Linked DNA regions of Sus scrofa: region 1 is linked to region 2. The links are chromatin contacts, called in public HiChIP or PLAC-seq maps. All regions are on one chromosome and are shown on one strand. Each heading gives the region's core, a stretch centred on a gene start, on an enhancer-like site or on the middle of the called end of the contact. The rest is flanking DNA. Distances are from core to core; before and after follow the strand shown. Region 1 overlaps RIN2 (ras and Rab interactor 2). Region 2 has its middle 63 kb from the start of RIN2.

The links. HiChIP or PLAC-seq counts read pairs in DNA pulled down with a chosen protein or histone mark.
Region 1: an H3K27ac HiChIP or PLAC-seq map of alveolar macrophages shows a contact between it and region 2. The contact joins two enhancer-like sites. A contact is called at or near these places in 4 of 47 Hi-C or Micro-C datasets (blood, fetal liver, fibroblasts and 1 more) and 1 of 2 datasets of contacts at active chromatin or transcription factors (alveolar macrophages).

The regions. Positions count from the first base shown.
Region 1 is chr17:28,056,285-28,060,873 of Sscrofa11.1, forward strand. It overlaps RIN2 (ras and Rab interactor 2), which reads left to right. Exons shown (of 13, transcript XM_021077420.1): 13 at 41-1,866. The coding sequence ends at 364. Among named protein-coding and RNA genes, the nearest start is that of NAA20, 12 kb to the right of the region's middle. Within about 2 kb of position 2,192, at least 36 of the 83 cell types and tissues checked have an H3K27ac peak or open chromatin away from gene starts, as enhancers often do. A contact at or near this core is called in alveolar macrophages, where this site is marked.
Region 2 is chr17:27,875,968-27,880,047 of Sscrofa11.1, forward strand. No RefSeq gene overlaps it. Among named protein-coding and RNA genes, the nearest start is that of RIN2, 63 kb to the right of the region's middle. Within about 2 kb of position 1,759, at least 7 of the 83 cell types and tissues checked have an H3K27ac peak or open chromatin away from gene starts, as enhancers often do. A contact at or near this core is called in alveolar macrophages, where this site is marked.

The DNA.
Region 1 (4,589 bases), core at 942-3,441, 180 kb after region 2:
CCTCTCCTGACCCTGTCCCTGCATCTCTTTCCACCTGCAGAATTACCTCCGGGTGGCCTTCCAGGAGGTCAACAGTGGCTGCACAGGAAAGACCCTCCTGGTGAGACCCTACGTCACCACGGAGGACGTGTGTCAGCTCTGTGCTGAGAAGTTCAAGGTGGCCGACCCCGCGGAATACAGCCTCTTCCTCTTCGTGGACGAAACGTGGCAGCAGCTGGCAGAGGACACATACCCTCAAAAGATCAAGGCCGAGCTGCACAGCCGGCCACAGCCCCACATCTTCCACTTCGTCTACAAGCGCATCAAGAAGGATCCTTACGGTGTCATCTTCCAGAATGGGGAAGAAGACCTCCCCGCCTCCTAGGGGACACGCAAGACTTCCCAGCAGTGCGTCCAAAGGGGGCTTGGGGACCCGGCCTCTGTGCTGGAGAGGCAGTCCCCTCCTTGGGGACCCCTCGGGTCAGTGACCGAGCCATCCACAGGCCGACCTGGCCACGGGCACCTTTAGCTGTGTTGCCCACGCAAGGTAGCTGAGCTTCCAGAAACAGTAGGATCCGTCCGTCTGAGATGGAGATTTGCATCTGATGGTTCAAAGGTCCTGAGATTGTTGGCCACCTACCCCCGGCCAAGTTCTAGGTTGGCTCCAGTGTATGTGTGTGTGTGTGCTGAGTGAACACTGAAGGTACAAGCCCTCCTCCTGAGTTCAGTGGCCGGCGTTTGACAAGACTGTCTGATGCAGTGCGTCAAAGACCCTGTCAGTTCTGTGGATGCCTCCGTCCATCCTCCCTTCTTTCTTTCTTTCTTTCTTTCTTTCTTTTTTTTTTTACAAAGAACCTTTGTGTTTTTATATATTTCATAGAAAATTTTATAGCAGTTGCAGGTAAACTGTCAGGATGGGTTTTTAAACTATTTTTATAACGTTAAGATATTCTATAATTATGCATGTGATTTTTAACATTTAATATGCAAAACAAAATCTCTTGCTGGATTTGAGAGTATTGCATTTTAAAAGTCTCTCTTCTGTAACTGGATGTTGCGGCAACTTTGTGGGGAGAGACGGCTGGGTTTCTTAAAGCCACGTATTACTGACACTGGCCACAGAATGCCTTTGGAAATCTGATGTACTGTTATTGCCTTGTTCCTGCTCAGTGATGTTGCGCTGTTTTGTGTTTGAACCGAGCGATGCTGCGGATCAGGAGAGAAATGAATGTAGAGAGAGGCCGAGAGAGAAATACAGACTCTAACGGGGGATTAAGGAGGGTAGTCTGCTGGTTCAGGCTCCTCGAAGGAAGTGGAGAAAGGGGGTAGAAGGAACCACCTCTGCTGAAAATACTGTAAATACACAGTGAGAGTTGCAAAGTCAGTCCCGTGTTATTTGCTTCTGGAATCCATTTCAAAAACCCCAGGAGGGAAAAAAAAATAATAAGAACAACATTTTTATCCTTTTCTACAGAAATCAAAATGAATAGCATCCAATTATTTGGGGCAGAAATCACATAATGTATGATGTGACTTTGAGTGAAATAAATGCCATTTGGAAAGGAGTTTGCAGACGCTCCCCCAAAAGCCCATCTCTGTGTGGTAAGAATGTGTGATGAGGTTAAATTTCTGTTTCATGAAACCTGTTTGGGGATTCACAAGGGATAAGGGTCTCATATCAGTGTAACACAGGTAGTTACAAAAATACGTTCTCGTACTGTGTAAAGATGCATAGTCATCTAATTTGGTTGGCTTTGTACCTTAGACCTTTTTTTAAGCTTTTGCTGTACATCTGGACCCCTCAGCACATACTGTGTTGTCCTTCCTTTTGTAAATGATTTTTTAAGTGGAATTTTGCACATAATACATTGTAATACTGAATGATGATCACGTGTGGAAGTACTTCTTGAAATAGTCTTAAGCTGCTTTTTTTCCTTTGGGAAGCAGAATGTAAGCATGCACCACAGAGCGTTCTGGAAACCTGGACGCCACACCAGTGTTGGTGGTTAGATAACCCGTAGAGAGGCAGCAGAAAAGTTTACATTTTTTCAGCCAGCTCGTGTTCTGACAGGAGGCAGACATCAAGGAAGCAGAAGGAGAAATCGTGTTCTAACCTGAAAGGCTTTCCAGTGTTGCCTGGGACAGACCTTGGCTCAGTTGGACACAGAGAAAACCACAGTTAATCAGAAGGGCCCTGTTGACACCCCGCCCTGGTCTTATGCAACCTCAAGTGCCCTGACTGTGAGGTCAGGGCTGTTTCAACATCAACAGGGCAAAGGTGGCCCTATTCCCGGTGCTCAGAGCCCTCCTGGCAGATGGCAATGCTCGATAGGTCCTTGTTGCCTGAACAAACTTTTTAACGCATTCGTAGGATGGGCACTTAAAGATCGGAACTGCGGCTGGACAGACTGCCTGTTTTTAATATTTGCAATGAATGCAGAGGGGTGGTTCAATCCCCATCATCGTGCTCCCGCTTTCCAAGTTAAGGTCGGCACGCCCTCCCTGTCCTTGGAGATGTGTACTGCCGATTACAGCAGGTCACGACATCTGGGCGACAGCCCGAGTCGCCTTCAGCGAGACCAGAATAGGGCACTGGTGAGAGCAGAAGACACCATCACAAGACAGCCCCTGGTTTTGTCATTGGGCAATGTTTCCTTGCTAAAATTATGGCATCACATGTGTCTTTGCTTTTTTCCCCCCACGCAGACATTTCTCACTTCTCAAATTGCCAGGAAACAGATTGCGGTGCCCTTTGGAAGGAATAAGAGGCGAGTACAAATATACATGCCGGGTGGAGGGAAAGGAAAATGTATTTCCAAATCTAAAAATATAAACGTTGAACGCCAGCCAGAGGAAAGGACTTTTTTCTGTTTTGGACTGTTCTATGCACGGCCAAATCGTCTCTCCTCTCCTCTGGGACGGGATGCAGACTAGAAATAGAAATTGTTACAGCAGCGTGGTCTCATGTGGAAGTTACAACTTGAGATCTGTAAGGAAACAGAAGGCAGGAAACCCAGCCGCGAATGCTTTCATTCATAAATGCAGCTTCACGTCCTCTGAGCAGCTCTTACCTCCATCTTTAAGACATTTGAAATGAGAGAGTGCTCTGATTATTATTTTTTTGGCTGCACCCATGCCAAAACCCATACCACAGCAGGAACACCAGCTCCTAAACCCACTGAGCCACAAGGGAGCTCCAGAGAGAGCTCTGAGTATTAACAGCACTGTCTGCCTGCTTCCTCCCCAAAGTCTGAGAGGAATGGCCAGGTACATGGGACACAGGTGTTTCAGTCACCCGTTAGGATCTGATCTTGAAATCCCCCAAATCATCATTTTCCAGACCATGTTCACGATGGTGAATTTGAGCCCTAATGGGCTGTTGGTCCTTGAGTCAACTGTGGTCAAAGTTGGAAGTATGAGAAAATTCATGTAACACCGCAGAATCCCAAACAGATGCTAAGAAAAACAGGAGAGCCTGAGGGAAGAAGAGCTGGTGTTTTTCTTCGAGAACACGTTTCCCTCCAGCGTTGAAGGATGGTTGGCAGTCGGCACCAACTTCTCCCACGTAAACAATGACTTTGTCAGGAAGGTATTCTTGGGAAGTTTATAAAAAATTATTCAGAGAGGTCTTTATTCAATAAAATAGTAGCCAGGTTCTGCCCTCAGACCCCCGCCCAGTAAGAGTCTCCAAGGGGCAGCTTTTTTCTTCTTTTCTCTTTCCTTTTTTTGGGGGCAGTTGCGGCATATGGAAATTCCCAAGCCAGGGACTGAGTTTGAGTCACAGCTGCGATCTGCACTGCAGCTGCAGCAACGCCAGATTCTTAACCCACTGTGCTGAGCCAGGGATCAAATCCGAGCTGCCACAGAGACAACATCAGCCTCTTAATCTGCTTGTGCCACCGTGGGAATTCCTCCGGGAGGGGGCAGCGTTGACTGAAGTGAGGCAGTGGGGGGGAGGGGAGGGAGCTTCTTGTCCCAATTTTTTTTTTTTTTCTGGCCACAGTGTGATGTGGGATCTCAATTTTGCAGACCAGGGATTGAACCCGGGCTGCAGAGGTGAAAGCGCTGAGTTCTAACCACTAGACCACCAGGATTCTAATAAACGGATGTTCCAGAGTGGAATTTGCTTGAATCTGAGGTTCTCGGCACGACACTTAGAACCTCATCATATAAATTAATAAGGGTATTTCCTTTGACCCAAGGTGGATCTGCTGTAGATGGTCCTGGACTCTGCCTGTCAGCCTGGGGGAGGGCTCAGAGCCCGAGGATGGGGCGGCCAAGACCCAGCTCAGCTCAGGGCGACGGTTTTCTCCCCAGGTCTGCATCTCAGCCTCACAGTCTAGAGGTGAGAGGAGGCTGCACCTCCACCACCAGCCCTGCCCTGCTTCCCTGGGCATCCTTACTGCACACAGCTGAAGGCATTTCCCCTCATTTAACTCTCTTCCTTCCCTCCCCTCCCATTCCTGCCCCAGGGTGGGGCTCAGGTTTTAAGGCGCTGAGCTTCCTCCAAGGCTCAAGGCCAAAGGGCAGGCACTGGCCTTTCTCACAACTTGCTTCCCCAGCTTGAGATGCAGAGTGGACTGGGCCTCATGGCCAACACTGCCCGCCCA
Region 2 (4,080 bases), core at 509-3,008:
TTCTTTTTAATTTTTTAAATTTTTTATTAAGGTATAGTTTATTTACAATGTTGTGCCAATTTCTGCTGTAAAGTGACCCTGTCATATATACACACACACACATATATATATACACATTCTTTTTCATATATTACCTTCCATCACAGTTTATCTCAAGAGACTGGATATAGTTTCCTGTGCTGTATAGCAGGACCTCATTGCTTATTCATTCTAAATGTAATAGTTTGCATCTACCAACCCCAAACTCCCTGTCCATCCCACTCTCTCTGCCCTCCTCTTGGCAACCACAAGTCTGTTCTCCATGTCTCTGAGTCTGTTTCTGTTTCGTAAATAGGATCATTTGTGCCATATTTTAGATTCCACATACGAGTGGAATCCTCTGGTATTTGTCTTTCTCTTTCTGACTGACTTCACTTAGCATGAGAATCTCTAGTTGCATCCGTGTTGTTGCAAATGGCATTATTTCATTCTTTTTCATGGCTGAGTCATATTCCATTTTGTATATGTACCACATCTTCTTAATCCATTGATCTGTTGATGGACATTCAAATTGCTTCCATGTCTTAGCTATTGTGAATAGTGCTTCAATGAACATAAGGGGTGCGTGCATCTTTTTAATTACTGTCCAGATATAGGCCCAGGATTGGGATTGCTGGATCATATGGCAGTTCTATATTTAGTTCTCTGAGGCACCTCCAAGCTGTTTTCCATAGCGGTTGTACCAATATACATTCCCACCAACAGTGCATGTGACCCCTCCAGGTTGGATAATGGAAATGCCCATGGAATACCCAGGTACCCTCTTACAACTGTGCTGTGGACTTGAGGATCCAGTTCGGTTTATTAATTCTGGCCTCCTCTTCCCCAGCTATAAAGTCTTACTTCTTTCTTTATTTGCTCCTGACAGGGGTGTTAAACATACCAATGGACAGGAGTTGAGTAGGTTTGCTTTTCTTTTATTCTGCTGCCAGTCAACCTTATCTTGTTCCAGAAACACATTTCAAAACTTCCTTGGTAGTTCCCATCGTGGTGCAGAGGTTAACGAATCCAACTAGGAACCATGAGGTTGCAGGTTCGATCCCTAGCCTTGCTCAGTGGGTTAAGGATCCGGCGTTGCTGTGAGCTGTGGTGTAGGTCGCAACCATGGCTCGGATCCCGAGTTGCTGTGGCTCTGGCATAGGTTGGCGGCTACAGCTCCGATTCGACCCCTAGCCTGGGAATCTCTGTATGCCGCGGGAGGGGTCCAAGAAATGGCAAAAAGACAAAATAAATTAATTAAATTATTAATTTAAAAAAAAGTTCCTCTATGGTTTTCTTTAGCTTTGTTTGCAAGACACCCTTTCCTGGGTGTTAGGCTTGTGGACATGAGCATTTAGCTCTGTCTCACAGTTTGGGATTCATCTCTGTCTCTGGAAGCCTTCCTGGGACCATGGTCCTTTTTAGCTGTGACTTCACTACATCGTTGTCTGTGCAGACATATCAGCTTGTTGTGGTTCTTTTACCTCTTCATCAATTACTCATCTGTGTGGTCAGAACCCCGTTTTCAAGAATTGAGAAGGAGGATGGTTTTTTTAGATTCCAGCTCACCTTTCAATTCTTGGAAATCTCTGCTTTGAACTACGAGATTCTCACCAGATTAGGTTTCTTTCTCCTGGCCGTCATGGACACAAGGATGACGTGCGCATCTTCTCTCACTGTGTCTATCACTTCCACTTCTCCCATCGCTTCCTCCTTCTTAATTGGAAGTCAGTCGAGAACAGCAGCCCCTCCCACTGCTTTCTCAATCTTCCGAGACCTGGATCTGTCAGCAGGTTCAGTCAGGGGTGTGTCATGGGCCATTTTTATCACAATGATGCTAGGAGATGAGTGTGCACATTTGAAACCTCCCTCCCCGCCAGTTTTGTCTTTGATGTTTCTTCCTGATTTCTGTGCCAGGAATGATCATGCATTTCCTGTGTTTGGCAGTGGCCATGGCGTCCTGGATTACAGGAGCACTTTTCTCTATGCATCCCCATTCTTTTCTTTTCTCTTTTTTTTTGCCTTTTTTAGGGCCACACCCAAGGCATATGGAAGTTCCCAGGCTAGGGGTCCAATCAGAGCTGTAGCCGCCAGCCTGTGCCACAGCCACAGCAACACCAGATCCGAGCTGCGTCTGCAACCTACATCGCAGCTCCAGGCAACGCCAGACCCTTAATCCACTGAGCAAGGTGAGGGATTGAACCTGAGTCCTCATGGATGCTAGTGGGATTTGTTAATTGCTAAGCCACGACGGGAACTCTGCCATTATTTTCCAACATGAAAACTCATGTGTAGATGCAGAGATGTATTGGTTTCTGACTTAGAGAGACAGCTCACTGACACTCCAAACCAAACCAACCAAACTCTGTATCTTATGAACACGGCGTGGCGTCCTCCCTGCATCATGTTCTAGTTGAGCCCATTCCCGGTTGTCCTGCTGCCTCCTGTGAGCTTCTGTGCAGCTGTCATCTCCACAGACCCAGGTCTGGTTTTGCTTTTTCCAGACTCTGTGCTGCAACTGGACTGGCCCCACCAGCCACTTTTCCTCCGGCCCCCTTTGCTATCTGGCCCCCGCTGGGTTCGGCCCATGTGAGCACTGATGGGTGTTGTGGGTGGAAGGAAGAGAAAAACCAAGGCAACTCATCAGCCGTGGTGTGTTAGTGATTCAGATCCGTGCTTCTGCACAGTGGCAGCTCACCTGGGCTGATCACTGCAGAATGGTTACGTCTGAAAATGGTGGGGCCGGGAATGCCAAGCGCTGTCAAAATGACCCATCACGGGATGAGAAGGAACACTGGAGAGAGGTTTGTGAGGAGGGCACAGGCACACAAATCTATGAAGGACGAGAGACGAACAGCTACGAGACCCAGAGCTGCAAGGCCTATAGTGCGGGTTAATTGAGTAAGACTGTCCAACAGGCGGCATGAGAGAACAAGAGAGATTGTCCTTCACTTTCCCCTGTTGTGGGTGACAGGAGATGTGCTGATCAGGGGGATGCATACGAATGGCCGCTAGCTGGTGAGGCAGGAAGGGATTTTGACGAAGCGTTCTCAGAATCCTGGGATGGATCAAGAAGTGGGTGGAGCTTCCCAGGTGATTCCCAGAACGACACAGCAGAGTCAGCCAATCAAGGGTCCGGAGGCTGGTGAGTTGGGGGCCCCTCCCCTGGTGCTGCTCAGAGCCACACCACTAGCTCCCAGCAAAGCCTCGAGGGAGCCCTTCTGCCTGGCAGAACCTAAGTCACACAACTGCATCACAGCAGCACAGAGGCCAGACCAGGAGGGTTTGGTTTCATTGGCTCATTCTCTGTTGGAAAGAAGGAAATTATCCTATAAGACGTTAACTGTGTGGAGAGTACAGTCAGAGGTTTGGGACATACACAAATGACAGGTGTCCGCTTCAGGAAGGCGCTTTTTTAAAGGCAGGTGTAGAGGGTGATGTTAATCCATTCAAGCTGCTGAACCCACCTACCAGGGCCTGGACGGCTTGGCAGTAACAGAAATCCACCGCTCACAGTTCTGGGGGCCGGAAGTCTGAGCCCAATTCCAGGATGGTCCAGGGAGGGTCTCCCTGGTTGCAGATTTCTGTTGTGTCCTTATGTGGTGGGGGGAGTAGGGAAGCTCTCTGAGGCCTCTTTGAAAAGGGCACAAATCCCATTCATGAGGTCTCTGCTCTCCTGACCTGATCACTCCCAAAAGGCCCCACCTTCTAGCTCCACCACCTTGGCATTAGGTTTGCGGCATGAATTTTGGGGGTCACAGACATTTGGGAGTTCCTGCCATCGCGCAGTAACTTAAGAATCCGACTGCAGTGGCTCAGATTGCTGTAGCAGTGGTGAGGGTTTGATCCCTGGCCCAGCACAGTGGGTTAAAGGATCTGGCATTGCTGCAGCTGCAGTGTAGGTCCCAGCTGTGGCTCGGATTCAGTCCCTAGCCTGGGAACTTCCATATACCACAGATGTGGCCATAAAAAAAAAAAAAAAAAGATATTGGAGATGGACTTTTCATTTTAAAATATCACTTTGATGAGACCATTTGTTTTCCCAGTCAAAGCCAGTCCTGG